4 separate regions of the Anas platyrhynchos genome follow, and all the other regions are linked to region 3. A link is a contact called in public Hi-C data. All regions are on one chromosome and are shown on one strand. The core of a region is the stretch at or near the end of the contact, and the rest is flanking DNA. Distances in the headings are between cores, read along the strand shown.

Region 1 (2,940 bases), core at 441-2,940, 160 kb before region 3:
TGGAGGATGTGCCCAACTTAGAGACTCTAATGCAAACTTGGCATCATGCTTCAGGTGCCTCTGATGCTGGTATCATAAACCACACATTACAGACCTCTTTTTCTAGTATTTATGATATGTTTGGAATCACAGATATTCTGACTTTAAAACCAGAAGAGACTGAAATTTTAATGCCTTTTTTTTATAGCAAACATACCCTATGGAATTGTATTATTGCAGATTTTATCACTTTTTCTTTTATGGTGTCGAGAAGCTGTGACATGACTGTTATATCTTTCAGTGTGCACAGACTTATAATCCTCCATGCATAACTGTGAGACCATCTGAATAATCAATATTTAGCATTACCAAAATTCTATGCATAGAAAGGTAGCCCTGGACCTGCTCTGAGAGAAAAAGATGTGAAACGGTGAAGAAAAGTGAGCTCCTCTGACCCCATCCCTGAACAGGGATTTAGATGAGAAAGGATGACTTGCCTTCCTGATACATGGTATTTTCTCCATCACCTGAGAAAAAGTCAGGACCAGACCAGATGCATCCTTTTTAGGTGAATCATGTTAATGAAATTCATCCCCTGGTCATGGCTAAATCATACTTTTTGAACTGAAAAATTCCCTACATATTCTTTTGGTAACCTAGATAAATTTTGGCTCTTATTTTCCTTTCAAAGCAGTACTATGAGATAAGATGAGCTATGTCCATGAAGGCTTGACTAAATCAGATGCTATGGCTATTTTCATTTCAAAAATACAGTGGGAGGAGGAACTACACCCAGCTTTTACACAGCTGGTGATTTATTAGATAGCTCACAAATGATGTGGGGGATCCACATCAAAGAGATTCAGTAGAAAACAGAAAAGCAGGCAATCAAAGCTGTCACCCTGCCAGAGTGACAACTGTGAGGATAACTCTGTAAATCTGTGGTTTGGGTGAGGGTAAGTGATCACAGAGGATGATTAAAACAATCAAACACAACACAAGACAGTCAAGGATACACATCTTTCATTAGTATTTTGTCCTGGACATAACAGAGGATGTTGGAGCTGTGACCTGCCTTTCTATGTCATGGTGAATGAATGTCTTCATTCTTCTTTGTCTGCATTCCTCGGCTTGCAAAATGATGTTCCCTATTCTTTATTTTTATAAAGTCCCAGTCATAAAGTCCCAATGTAAACTGTGTACAAAAAAAATATTTGCAGACAAATTTAAGCAGCCTCATGGTATACAAAAACTGTGCTGAGATCTCTTGCAGACAGTCTCCTGGCACCTCATCTATGTGATCCCTAGCAGATACAAGCAAGATAAGTGAGACATGATGTCCTGTATTACACCAGCTGACAGAGTTGCAGAAAACAAGCAAGCTTTCAGGCACAGAAGCCCTTCTTCCTGCCTCAGAAAGAAGTCCCTGATTTGAGTGAAGAGGGGTCTGTGTGCCCTGAACAGAGGCTTCTGTCTGAGCCCTGAGGAAGGGCTTGTGTGTCCCAGGACACCATGCCTCTGCTCCAGTCTCGCCTAGTAGGCTTTGCTACTGTATCAGTCAGCTTAACAAAAGGTATTATTTCTTCTTCAAAAAATGCATCTATATCCTTAGACTATCATAATTATGATGTTGCCATTTGTACTGAATAACACCCTAAATCATTCCACTAACAGGGGCCGATTTGTTCTCTGCCAGGGTCACATTTTGTCTTTCACTGAATGTAACCTTGTCGTTCCCTATTGTCTGTGTCTGCATCAAATGGATGCCAGTGGAGCTTCACAGGACAGTAAAAGTTTCCTTCTGGAAACACCTATATCCAGTGATTGTGCAGGATTTGCTTTCCTCCCTCCTCCAAAGAGCAGCTGCTGAAAAATTTAAATGTCTGTTTAACCTTCAGCATTTTCACACAATCTTTGCACTAAGGACAGCAGGAAAGGAAGGCAGGAAGAAAAGAACGAACAGTAAGCACCATGCTATCCTTATTCATGGTTTATTCTGTATAATGCTTGCTGTGTCCATCTAGCCCATTATGCTCCTGCCAGAAGCAGCCATAAACGATTGCTCAGGGAAGAGTAAGAACAGGAAAAGTATGTGCAATGCATGTCCCTAATACTCTTCCAGCCTTCAATTATTTCTAGCTCAGGACCTTTCAGCACCAGATATAGCTTATATGCATTTATTATCTCCTCAATAAATGTGTTGCAGCTTCCCTTTTAATGTCTGTTCTTTGGGTGAGGAATTAGACCCACACCTCATGATAGAAAGAACTGCTTCCTTACTTTATGTGTACAAACACTGAATTTCTTCTGCCATTTTGCCTCCAGCTGAATCAGTCTTGTGAAGACTTTCTGCATCCTATAATTAGCCTCACTTCCCTAAACATATGGCCTAAACTTAGGGCCATCCACAATCTGTCTTTACCAGTGAATGAAATATCGTTGTCTAAGAATATGTTGAACAATATGGGTCCCTGAATGTTCATGAACTTCTTTGATAAAGTCCTCTTGCCTCCAAGGACTGACCATTTCTTCCAATTTCATTTCCTACTCTTAAACAAACACCCCCCATCTCCCCACCCCTCTTCTGTGGTAGCTATGTAGTTACTGTATTTTAGATGTTTGGTCTGCTGCTAAACCAGAATTTATATGGCAGTTAAGGTAGAAGATGACAGAGTACGCAAGCAGATATGCAAGTACAAGAGCAAGGTGAGATTGACAAGGTTTGTTATTGCTTGGTTTGTCTCTCCCACTGTTTTCAAGGACAACTTCTGCAAGTTCCTACTACATCTAGCCACACGGAGCCAATAAGAGGCCTATGGATTGGCAGAAGCTCAAGTCCACCAAAGGACACACAAAGCACCACAGCCTGGCATGGGTCTGCACCTCAGCACTGCTGCCACTCAGTGTGCTGAGCCTCTTCATATGCTCTGCACAACAGAAGAGATTCCCACTTTTTTCCCA
Region 2 (2,937 bases), core at 149-2,648, 190 kb after region 3:
CACATCTAGCGGCACGTTCAAGATTCCCGTGTAAAACCCCGAGAGCTCAGGGTGGCCGCAATATTTTGGGGGGATTCAAGATTGTCCCGTCCTCCGCCGGCCACAGCCCGTTTCCCCGGCCGCCGTCCCGGCCCTCGCAGGCCCCCCGAGCCTTTAGGAGCAGAAAAAGCAGGCAATTTTTGGTATTTACGTTTTTATTGATTTGTTTCATCCCGGAGAGCTGCCGGCGGCCGGTACACGCTGAGGCTGCTCCCGGGCTGTGCTGCAAGTCGGAGCCGCACGCCGCAGGCTGCTCCTGCTAGAGCAGGACTTTCCCTCCCCAAAGGTCCCCATCCTCTTCTGCTTTGGTTTGCCCTTGGGTTTTGGGGTGGGTTTTTTTGGCCAGCTACCATCAAAAGGGACCAATGCGGGGCTGTGCCCTGAGTCCCCGGGAGCTGCCCCTGCCCGTCCTGCGGGCTGTGTGTAGCAGCGGCGGGGCTCTCGGGGACTGCGAGCACCACCAGGATGTCCCGCAGGGCGACGGGGCACGCAATCCCCTGCTCCTTACAGAGCAGCGACACCCGCACGAAACACCAAAACAGCCGGCGTGCCACCAAAACGCAACCGCATGCACGGAGGGCAGGAGGGCACGGCAGAGCCGGCCCTGCCTCCTCCTTCAGCATCGCCCCTCGCCGCCCGCAAGCCACCCCAGCCACCTGTACCTCCAGCGGGGGGAGCCGGCCGGGAACACGGCCTCGCCGGCTCCAGCGGAGGCCGAACACGAGCTGCCTTCCAGTTTCCGTCGCCCTCCGGCAGGTGCTCGCCCTCTCCGGGGCCGGGCAGCCTCAGCCCCAGCCCCAGCTCCAATCTCAGCCCCAGCCTCAGCCCGGCGCCGCCTCGCCCCCCGTCCCCCCGCTCCCTCCCGGGTCACCCCCGGCTCCCCCGGTCCGGGACGAGGCTCCCGGGCAGGCTGCGAAGGGCCCGGGGAAGGCGGGGGGGGGGGTCCGGGAGGGAGGCAGCGGGGCACAGGGCGCCCCGAGCGGGCTCTGTCAGGGAGCCGGGATTAAGAAAACGCGAGGCAAACAAACAGGGGGGAAAGAAAATAAATCCCAGAGCGAAGCAGGATAAAAGCCGGCAGCTGCGGGTCCTCCTGCGAGCCGAGCATCCCCCGGCCCGCTCCTAGCAGGATTGTTCCCAGGCTCGGCTCCCCCCTCCAGGTGCCCGGGGGGGGCTTCGCAGGACGGGGCGGGCCGGATCCCCCAAATGCCAGTGGGAAAATGCCCCCCCCAACCCCATCTCCCCCGCGCCCCATCCCCGCCTTACCTCTCCCCTCGCCCCCCGCCCTCCGGGGCCGGGGTCCGGTCCCCGCCGTGCCCTCGCCCCCCCGGTGGGCGGCCCCCTCCCTTCGTCCCCGTGCCCCCCGACGGGGCGGGCCTCGCCGGGGGCGGGCCGTCGGGCTTGAGGCTGTGCCGCGGCGTGGGAAAGCGCCTCACAGAGGGTTTGCTCTGCTGGCGGTGCGGAGCCGTGCCGAGCCGTGCCGAGCCGAGCCGGAGCCGTTCTTCCTCCCCCCCCCCCAATCCCCCTCTCCACGGCCCGAAGCTCCCGGATTTATTTATCTCTGCCCCCGGCCCGGCTCCGAGCTGCGTCCCCTGCCCGCCATGAAGCGACCTTGCGAGGAAACTACCTCAGACAGCGACATGGACGAGACTATAGACGTGGGGAGCGAGAACAACTACTCCGGGTGAGTGCTCCCCACCCCGGGGGGGAGGCTGCTGTGCCCGGGGGGCAGCGGGCTGAGCCCCCCCGATGGGCTCAACGCGGGGCCGCCCCGTCGGGGCCGCCCCCGAGCCCCCCGTCCCGCTGCCCTGCAGCCGGGTGCTTGGGGTCCGAGGCTGGAAATAAGGCGAGCCCGAGGTGGCCGGGGCCGGGGTGCTCACTGCCATGGGGCCGGGGGGAGCTGCGCGGGGCTGGGGTTGCTGTGGCCACCTCGGAGGCACCCCACCGGTGCCGTCTTGTCCGCATCGGGGGATGAATGACAGCCAGACGGCCACCGCGCTTGTTGCTCCCTCGTGGAGAAGGAAAAACCTTTCCATACTTGCGGGCAGTGCAGTTTTAAAAGCGGGTTTTGCATCCTGCTCCTGGTGCTGGGCCAGCCGCGGACGTGGGCAGGGATCCCGGCTTCCTGCGCGGGCACCCATGGACATGGAGGTGATGGACGGGAGCGACAAAACCTGGCTGGCCGGGGGGAGCTGTGACATTGCATGCACCTACTGCTGCCAGCACGGGCGGATAATACCCGTGTTTTCCTTTGGACTCGGTTCTCCAGACTGTATTTTATAGGCATGGCTATATACAGTGAAGACGAAGTGGGCTGAGCTGGACAGCGAGCTGTCTTCAGACAGGGACTTTATTTCCAGCGGAGGTTCTGGCAGTAGAGCAAGCAAAACTGCAATGTCTCTTTCTGCAACAGCACCGTGCGGTGCAAAGCCTCTCCTCCCAGCATTTAAAACAGCAGAGAGGGGACTGGGAATGCTTAATGCGGTGACCAAAAGTATCTCCAAAGAGCGGTGGCAAGCCGTGCAGCACCTGACATGCTTTTCTTGTCCTGCAGGCAAAGCAATAGTTCTGTGATCCGATCGAACTCCCCAACAACAACGTCTCAGATCATGGCCCGAAAGAAAAGAAGAGGGGTATGTTTTGCTTCATTCTTTTCCCGTGTGACAATTTGCATGTGTGCTGTGAGATTTTGCCCTTCAACGTATTTATAAACTTAATGTGTTTTGTTTTTGGGACTAGATTATAGAGAAAAGGCGCCGTGATCGTATAAATAACAGTTTATCTGAGCTGAGGCGGCTTGTGCCAACTGCTTTTGAAAAACAAGTAAGCCCTTTTTTTTTTTTTTTATTCTGTATCTCATCTGGCAATGTTAGTTCTCTTGTAAAGCTCATTAAAATAATA
Region 3 (2,947 bases), core at 418-2,917:
TTAAAAAAATATTTAAACAAGCTGAAAACTGTGGTTGTTAGTGGCCTATTTGTGCAATGCCAATGGCAGTATTAGGTTGCTTAGAGGGTCTCTTCACTACCACCAGAGCATTTAAAACATTTGAAATGCTTGGCAGATGTGGTTTCACAGCTCATGTCTATACCTCTTCTCTCCTGTGTTTCTCCTCTTTTGAGATGTTGTCTGCAGGAGCAATATCTCCAACAATGCATTCAGCCATATCGTGAACCAACGCTAATCGTATGCATCTGACAAAAAGCAAAGACAGAACAATCATTTTTTCATCATTTTAAGTTATGTCTTATTATTCATAAAGCTAAGGGGCCCCATAATTTATCCCCTTCATTTATAGAGAAAGATTTTACATAATACATTTCACTTCTTTGCTAAGGGCCTAAGGGTCTCGTTTTCCATTTAGACATGATTTTAATTCCCAGTTTCTGTCTCCTGCTGCTTATAAATATAGATTTAAGTAAAAATATAGTTTGCACAAGAGCACAGCATTCAAAAGTAATGGATGTAGTTTTCACATCTCAGAAAATCAAGCACACAAGAGCTACCTACATTATATACTTTACATTCTACCTGCTGCAGGGATAACATGATCTGCCACCACCCCAAATTCAATTTATAAGCTGACAAAACATGCTTGCAGCTAAGCAGCTATGTCAGCCTGTAGCACAATACTCAAGAAAGCCCTCACTGCTTTCATCAGCTCCTGAAGTGACAGAGCCAATATGACCCCACAGTGTCCCTGACAACTCGTTCAATGCTAATGATGCTCCCTCTTCTATGCTGTATGATTTCCGAGGCTCCGATTGCTGCTGGGTACTAACTCAGCCTGCCCAAACCCACCGAGCATGCCTTTGCCTTTGCTGCCTGTTGCTTCAAGCTGCCTTTTACCTGGCCGCCTTCAGCTTGCTTATCTCTGGCTTGAGGGAAAGCCAGCTCAGAGCCTCATTCAGCACTCTGGTTTTAGTGATAAAAAGCCTTCCTCCCGCTCACCTCTCCAGGTAAACAGCTCAAAGGATGGAGGGCAGGGATGTGGGGAAAGCGCTCCAAGCACTGCCCGCGGGCCTTGGGAGCCCCTCCTCAGCAGGGCGGCTGCTCCCAGCGCCGTGCCCGCAGCTCCCCCGCGGCCAGGGGAACCAGGGGGTCTCTCTCACCTGTCCTTGTTAAGGTTTTTGTCCTCGCTCACCAAGGCCATCACCGCCATCCTGTACATGTGATCCGACACGCTCTCCGGCTTTGCCACGTTCCGGTACACCCATCCCGTCCGCGGCACCCTCTGCGGGAGGAGAGCACCGCGGTCCCTCAGAGGGGCAAACCTCGGGCTCTGAAGCCACACGTGGGGAAATCCCGCCCCGATGCCAGCTCGGCGCTCCGGGGCGCGTGGATGCAGCCGGCAAGCCCCCGGCACCCCCCGGCCCCGGGCACCTCTCCCCCGCCGCCCAGCCCAGCCCAGCCCTGCCCTCCCCGGCCCGGCACCTTGAGCTGCCCCAGCAGCCGCAGGAAGGCGAGCAGCCCGCCCCCGCTGCCCCCCGCCGCCATGGGCTGCCTGCTCCGCCTCCCGGGCGTCCTCCTCTTCCTCCTCCTCTTCTTCCTCCTCTTCCTCTTCCTCCTCCTCCTCTTCCTCCTAGGTCTGTGCCGGGGGGGCTGTCCCGGCAGCTGGCCGGCGCCTCCCCGAAGCCTCCTGGCGGGGTGGGTGTGAGGTGCAGCGGGGAGTTGTTACACACAGCTCCCCGGCTCCTCTGTGGTGATTAGCTGTTTGATTAACCCCAAGGAAGACTGATAACAACAGCTCAGGCCGCGGTTACGAGGAGGAAAGCAACGGGAGAAGTCCGGGTGCTTGCGGCCATGGCTGCTGTAAGAACGGGAGCATGGTGACTTACCACGGCCACAAAAAAAAATAAATAAAATAAATAAAAATAAATCCTTCCACGTGCAGGAAAGAACAGGAGTAGATAAGATTACAAGGGGATAATTACTGGTGGTGGTGAGAGAGGGGACAGGAGCCTAGATTACTCCAACAATGTGACACAAGTATACACACAGGTCACATAACTCTGCTGCGATGAAAGAGTCAAAATGAAGTGTAATAACAGGCTGCACAATATTTGCTCACCAGCATGTTTTCTTCTGATTAAATTCCACATACTCCAGAAGCTTTTAATCAAATCTTAAAATTGCCACAAATGTAGAGAAGTAGAAGCTGGGCTGTTACAGGCAACAGCAAGAACTGCTGGTGAGGCCTTCTCTGGTCAAAACTGATCACATCAATGACCATTTAAACATGTAGCATGTTGGGTTTTTTTATTATTATTATTTTATTTTCTCCCCCCCCCCCCCAAAAAAAAAAAAAGCAGCATCATAGTAAATGGAAAGAAGCTAATGTAATTATTCAGAGAAAAGAGTGTGGTTATCCCTGTTGCTGCAATAAATTTTAAGGTAAGAGACTCCTGAAATATGGCTACAGGCCCTTCCCCTCACTTTTGCAAGTTAAATAAATACACTGAATTACTTTAAAATCTGTAACTTTTCAAAATGCATTGCATTTCTTTGCTATTTTTATGTTACCAGTTGAAATAGCAGGCAATGGCTTAAATGTGGCAATTAAATATTCTGCTTTCAGAAAAGAACATCTGCAGTTTGCCAGATATCAACAGATGGCAGAGTATTTTTATTTTTTGCTCCCATGTATACTTAAACACACTCCCGAATAAATAATACAGCCCAGGCGCATTTTGATCACACTTTAAAAGCTATCTTCCCACAATAAACAAGGGAAGACATCAGTTTTACATTTGTATACAATCACAGAAATGTTGGTTGGTTGGAAGGGTCCTTTGAACATTGCACAGTCCAGCCTCCCCACTGAAAGTAGGTCTGATTACAGTGTTGCCTTGACAGCTCTCAAAACCATCCAGTC
Region 4 (2,916 bases), core at 390-2,889, 210 kb after region 3:
AAAAGGCTTCAGCATACCTTGTGCAAAGCACATCACTGTTCGGGTTCCCTTACTTCGTGTTGCCTACTCGTGCCCCTCCCAAAAAGACGAGGGAAGGCCTCGTCAGCAGAGTGGCCTGGGCCCCAAATCTGGGCCTGGGGTGGGGGAGAAAGGAGATGTGCTGTCCTCTGTACTATTTCAGGACACCCCGATGTGATAGATAAGAACGGGTGACGGGTGACTCCTCTGGTTTTGGTAATGTTTCCATGAGATGAGTGAAAACTTGTCCATAGATGCAGACTGCATCTGGTTCTCCCTCAGGAGTGGTGATTTCATAAGCAACGCAGAGCTGTAAGCTATAATAACAAAGTAGTTTCCTCTACGCAAGCCGTGTCCATAATACGAGAGGGTTTGCTCTGTACGAGCAAATCGCTAGTTCTCAAACCCTCTGCCTCTGAAATTCGTTATACAAGAAACCTTTCCCACATTAAGAGAGATAAGCTTCAGACTTTACGCTTGTGGATTCTGCAAATATGCCTTAGCTTATCTCCAACAGTCTCAGTCAGAAAGCAAACGTGGACTCCCGCGTCCTTGGGGTGTGCTCAGGGGCTTGGGGTGTTTGGTTTCTGCCTTACCGAGTCCCAGATGGTTCGTTTCAGCCCAAACCAAACCTCTCTCAGTTAGCAGGCTTGAACACGGTGTGCATTTGGATTGAGATGGAGCTTGCTTTTGTCCAAACTGATCGATTTTAGTATGCAATGATGTAAGTAACTTATAAAACTGTAACGGTAGGATTAGGCCCCGTTGGACAGAGTCAGTTACCTTACACACTGCAAGAACTGCAGTTCACGTGCGTATGTTGATAGCAGCTTCTTTGGTAAGACCAAGGCATTTTCATCCTCGAGGGGACAATGCTGAGGAGTGCTGGAGGCAGAGACCAAGGTGCCACTGTGGCCTGAAATATATACAAAGACAGAGACGTGGCAAGGTGATAAAGTCCCTGGTCCCAGCAGGTCACCAGTGCCCCTTGGTGAAGAGAAAGACCATGTGGGACCTGGTTTCACGCCAGTGTGAGCCGAGGGTAAATGTGCCATTGTAAACACAGTGAGTATTTTGATCCCAGAGCCTGCCAGGAGCACCAACTGAATATTAAGGTAGTTCTGAACCACAGGAACCGAGCTGGTTTGAATGCATTTGTGTGCTTAACCAGCTCCACAGTGTCTGTTAGCAGCACAGTCTCCTCCACCCCGAGCACTTACCTTCACCCCAACAGAGGCTTTTGGAGGGGTATGGGATTCAGAGCTACAGAGTGGCTATGACACTAACAGCACTCAAGGCAGACACTTTAAAACTAGGGTAGGTCCACATGAATGTGCAATAACATGATGAAATTTCTATTTACCAGTGGAAGAATCCTTGATTGCAGCTGTAACATTACTGAAAACTCGAATGTATGTACAAGAGAAGCTTCACCGAAATAAGAAATCTTTTCCAGGGTGTGAACCCAGGCTGTAGTGGTGAGGGGACAGACCCCATGACCACCAGGAAAATAACACGGAGCGTCACAGGGTACGTGGTTATTTTTAGAGAAAGCTTTCTTTTCCGTGCAAGTCATGTGCACTGACAAAAGCTTGTGCCTCTCCTCTGGCTCCCTGCATGCGATAGAGAAACCCATCGGTGAAGCTGTCAGCGATTCAGCCTCCTGCCCGCGCAGCAGCAGCCGCTGCCTGTGCCTGCGTCCCTGTGATGCCAGCTGGAGAAGAATGATCGTCCTGGGAGCCCCCGGGGAGGGGTGTCAGAGACCGATGCTCCTTGCCACCTAACGCGACGGGATGGCTGTGTGTCTGTGATGCGAAGTGAGTAGCACCGTGTCAGAGGCGCCTTCATAGCTGGGTATTTAAAGATGAAAAATCAGAGCCCTTACTTTACCTGCAAGCGGCAAAGCAGCATGCGATTAACTTGTCTGTTCCATATGAATGTATTACGCATTGTTACTGCTCTAATTTGCCTTGTTAATTGATGCATGACAGCAGGCTTACTAGGTAAAAAATGAATGACATCAAAGTAATGTGTTAATTTACTGAAAGTCTTTTATTTGCATATGTTTCTGCTATACAATGGTAAGTACAAATTGTCTTTAGTACCTGGGGTACCCACTTCAGTAGCAGGGAAAATCCTTGATGTGCACAGGCACTGTAAACATTATTTATAATTATGTGTAATGTGTGCGTTTATCACTCCTCTCTTTCCCCAGCTGTATATTTGATCTGGAAAGTCTTGGCATCAGTTTTTCTTCTTTAAGTTATCCTGGCTTCAAATGTGCAGTTTTAGGGAGATGGAGAGGAGAGTGAAGGAAAAATGCTGTACTGTCTTTTGCTATTTTATGCTTAATTCTATGTATGTTCAGAATGGTTACCTAACTGATAGATCATACACATATTCTGGGGGAAAAAAAATGCCATTGTAGTTTGGGTTTCTTATAGCTATTTTCATCATAATATTTTTTTATGGAATGAATCTAAGGAGAATCTTGAAAGAAGTTTTACAAATTTTACATCAATTCTGATATTCCTAGCTCCAAGATCATTTTAGAAGCTCTAAGGTGACTTGCTCTATCTTCTTGCAGTTTAATTTCAACAGAGGTAGGGGGCAGTATGTGAGAATTTGCAGTGTCATGTCTTAGTACTGTGTGGACTAGTTATTTACTATTTACAGAAAACATTTTAAAGACTCTGAAGAAAAATAGAGAAGTAACTCACCAACAATATTTTTCTAAATATTTTTTCAAGTTCTCCTTCTGCCTCCTTTGATCTTCCATTCTTCCCCTGACACCGTTCTTGATCCAGGGAGATCTGTGTCAGCTTTTCCTCGCAGCCTGTGTTATAATGTATGTGATCCCTGGGTCTGGGATACGCTATGGCAGTGGGGTGCTTCATC

What was found. Hi-C and Micro-C count contacts between places; a contact is called where the count stands out from the background.
Region 1: a Hi-C map of F1 follicle shows a contact between it and region 3, with 4 times the contacts expected there. The contact joins the enhancer-like site here to the promoter of HDDC2 in region 3. A contact is called at or near these places in 3 of 8 Hi-C or Micro-C datasets (F1 follicle, F5 follicle and subcutaneous adipose tissue).
Region 2: a contact with region 3 is called in a Hi-C map of subcutaneous adipose tissue, with 2.3 times the contacts expected there. The contact joins the promoter of HEY2 here to the promoter of HDDC2 in region 3. A contact is called at or near these places in 5 of 8 Hi-C or Micro-C datasets (F1 follicle, F5 follicle, liver and 2 more).
Region 4: a Hi-C map of subcutaneous adipose tissue shows a contact between it and region 3, with 4 times the contacts expected there. The contact joins the promoter of NCOA7 here to the promoter of HDDC2 in region 3. A contact is called at or near these places in 4 of 8 Hi-C or Micro-C datasets (F1 follicle, F5 follicle, small yellow follicle and 1 more).

Annotation. Positions count from the first base shown.
Region 1 is chr3:66,098,436-66,101,375 of IASCAAS_PekinDuck_T2T, reverse strand. No RefSeq gene overlaps it. Among named protein-coding and RNA genes, the nearest start is that of RNF217, 15 kb to the right of the region's middle. Within about 2 kb of position 1,690, at least 2 of the 8 cell types and tissues checked have an H3K27ac peak or open chromatin away from gene starts, as enhancers often do. A contact at or near this core is called in F1 follicle, where this site is marked.
Region 2 is chr3:65,745,589-65,748,525 of IASCAAS_PekinDuck_T2T, reverse strand. HEY2 (hes related family bHLH transcription factor with YRPW motif 2) reads left to right here and starts at 1,398. Exons shown (of 5, transcript XM_027454592.3): 1 at 1,398-1,720; 2 at 2,591-2,669; 3 at 2,776-2,859. The coding sequence starts at 1,638.
Region 3 is chr3:65,936,638-65,939,584 of IASCAAS_PekinDuck_T2T, reverse strand. It overlaps HDDC2 (HD domain containing 2), which reads right to left and starts at 1,667. Exons shown (of 6, transcript XM_027454594.3): 1 at 1,507-1,667; 2 at 1,185-1,306; 3 at 164-266. The coding sequence starts at 1,569. It overlaps LOC119716462 (a long non-coding RNA gene), which reads right to left. Exons shown (of 5, transcript XR_011808383.1): 5 at 2,678-2,947.
Region 4 is chr3:65,722,112-65,725,027 of IASCAAS_PekinDuck_T2T, reverse strand. It overlaps NCOA7 (nuclear receptor coactivator 7), which reads left to right and starts at 1,639. Exons shown (of 16, transcript XM_038177749.2): 1 at 1,639-1,835. LOC140002197 (a long non-coding RNA gene) reads right to left here. Exons shown (of 5, transcript XR_011808381.1): 2 at 2,739-2,916; 3 at 802-934.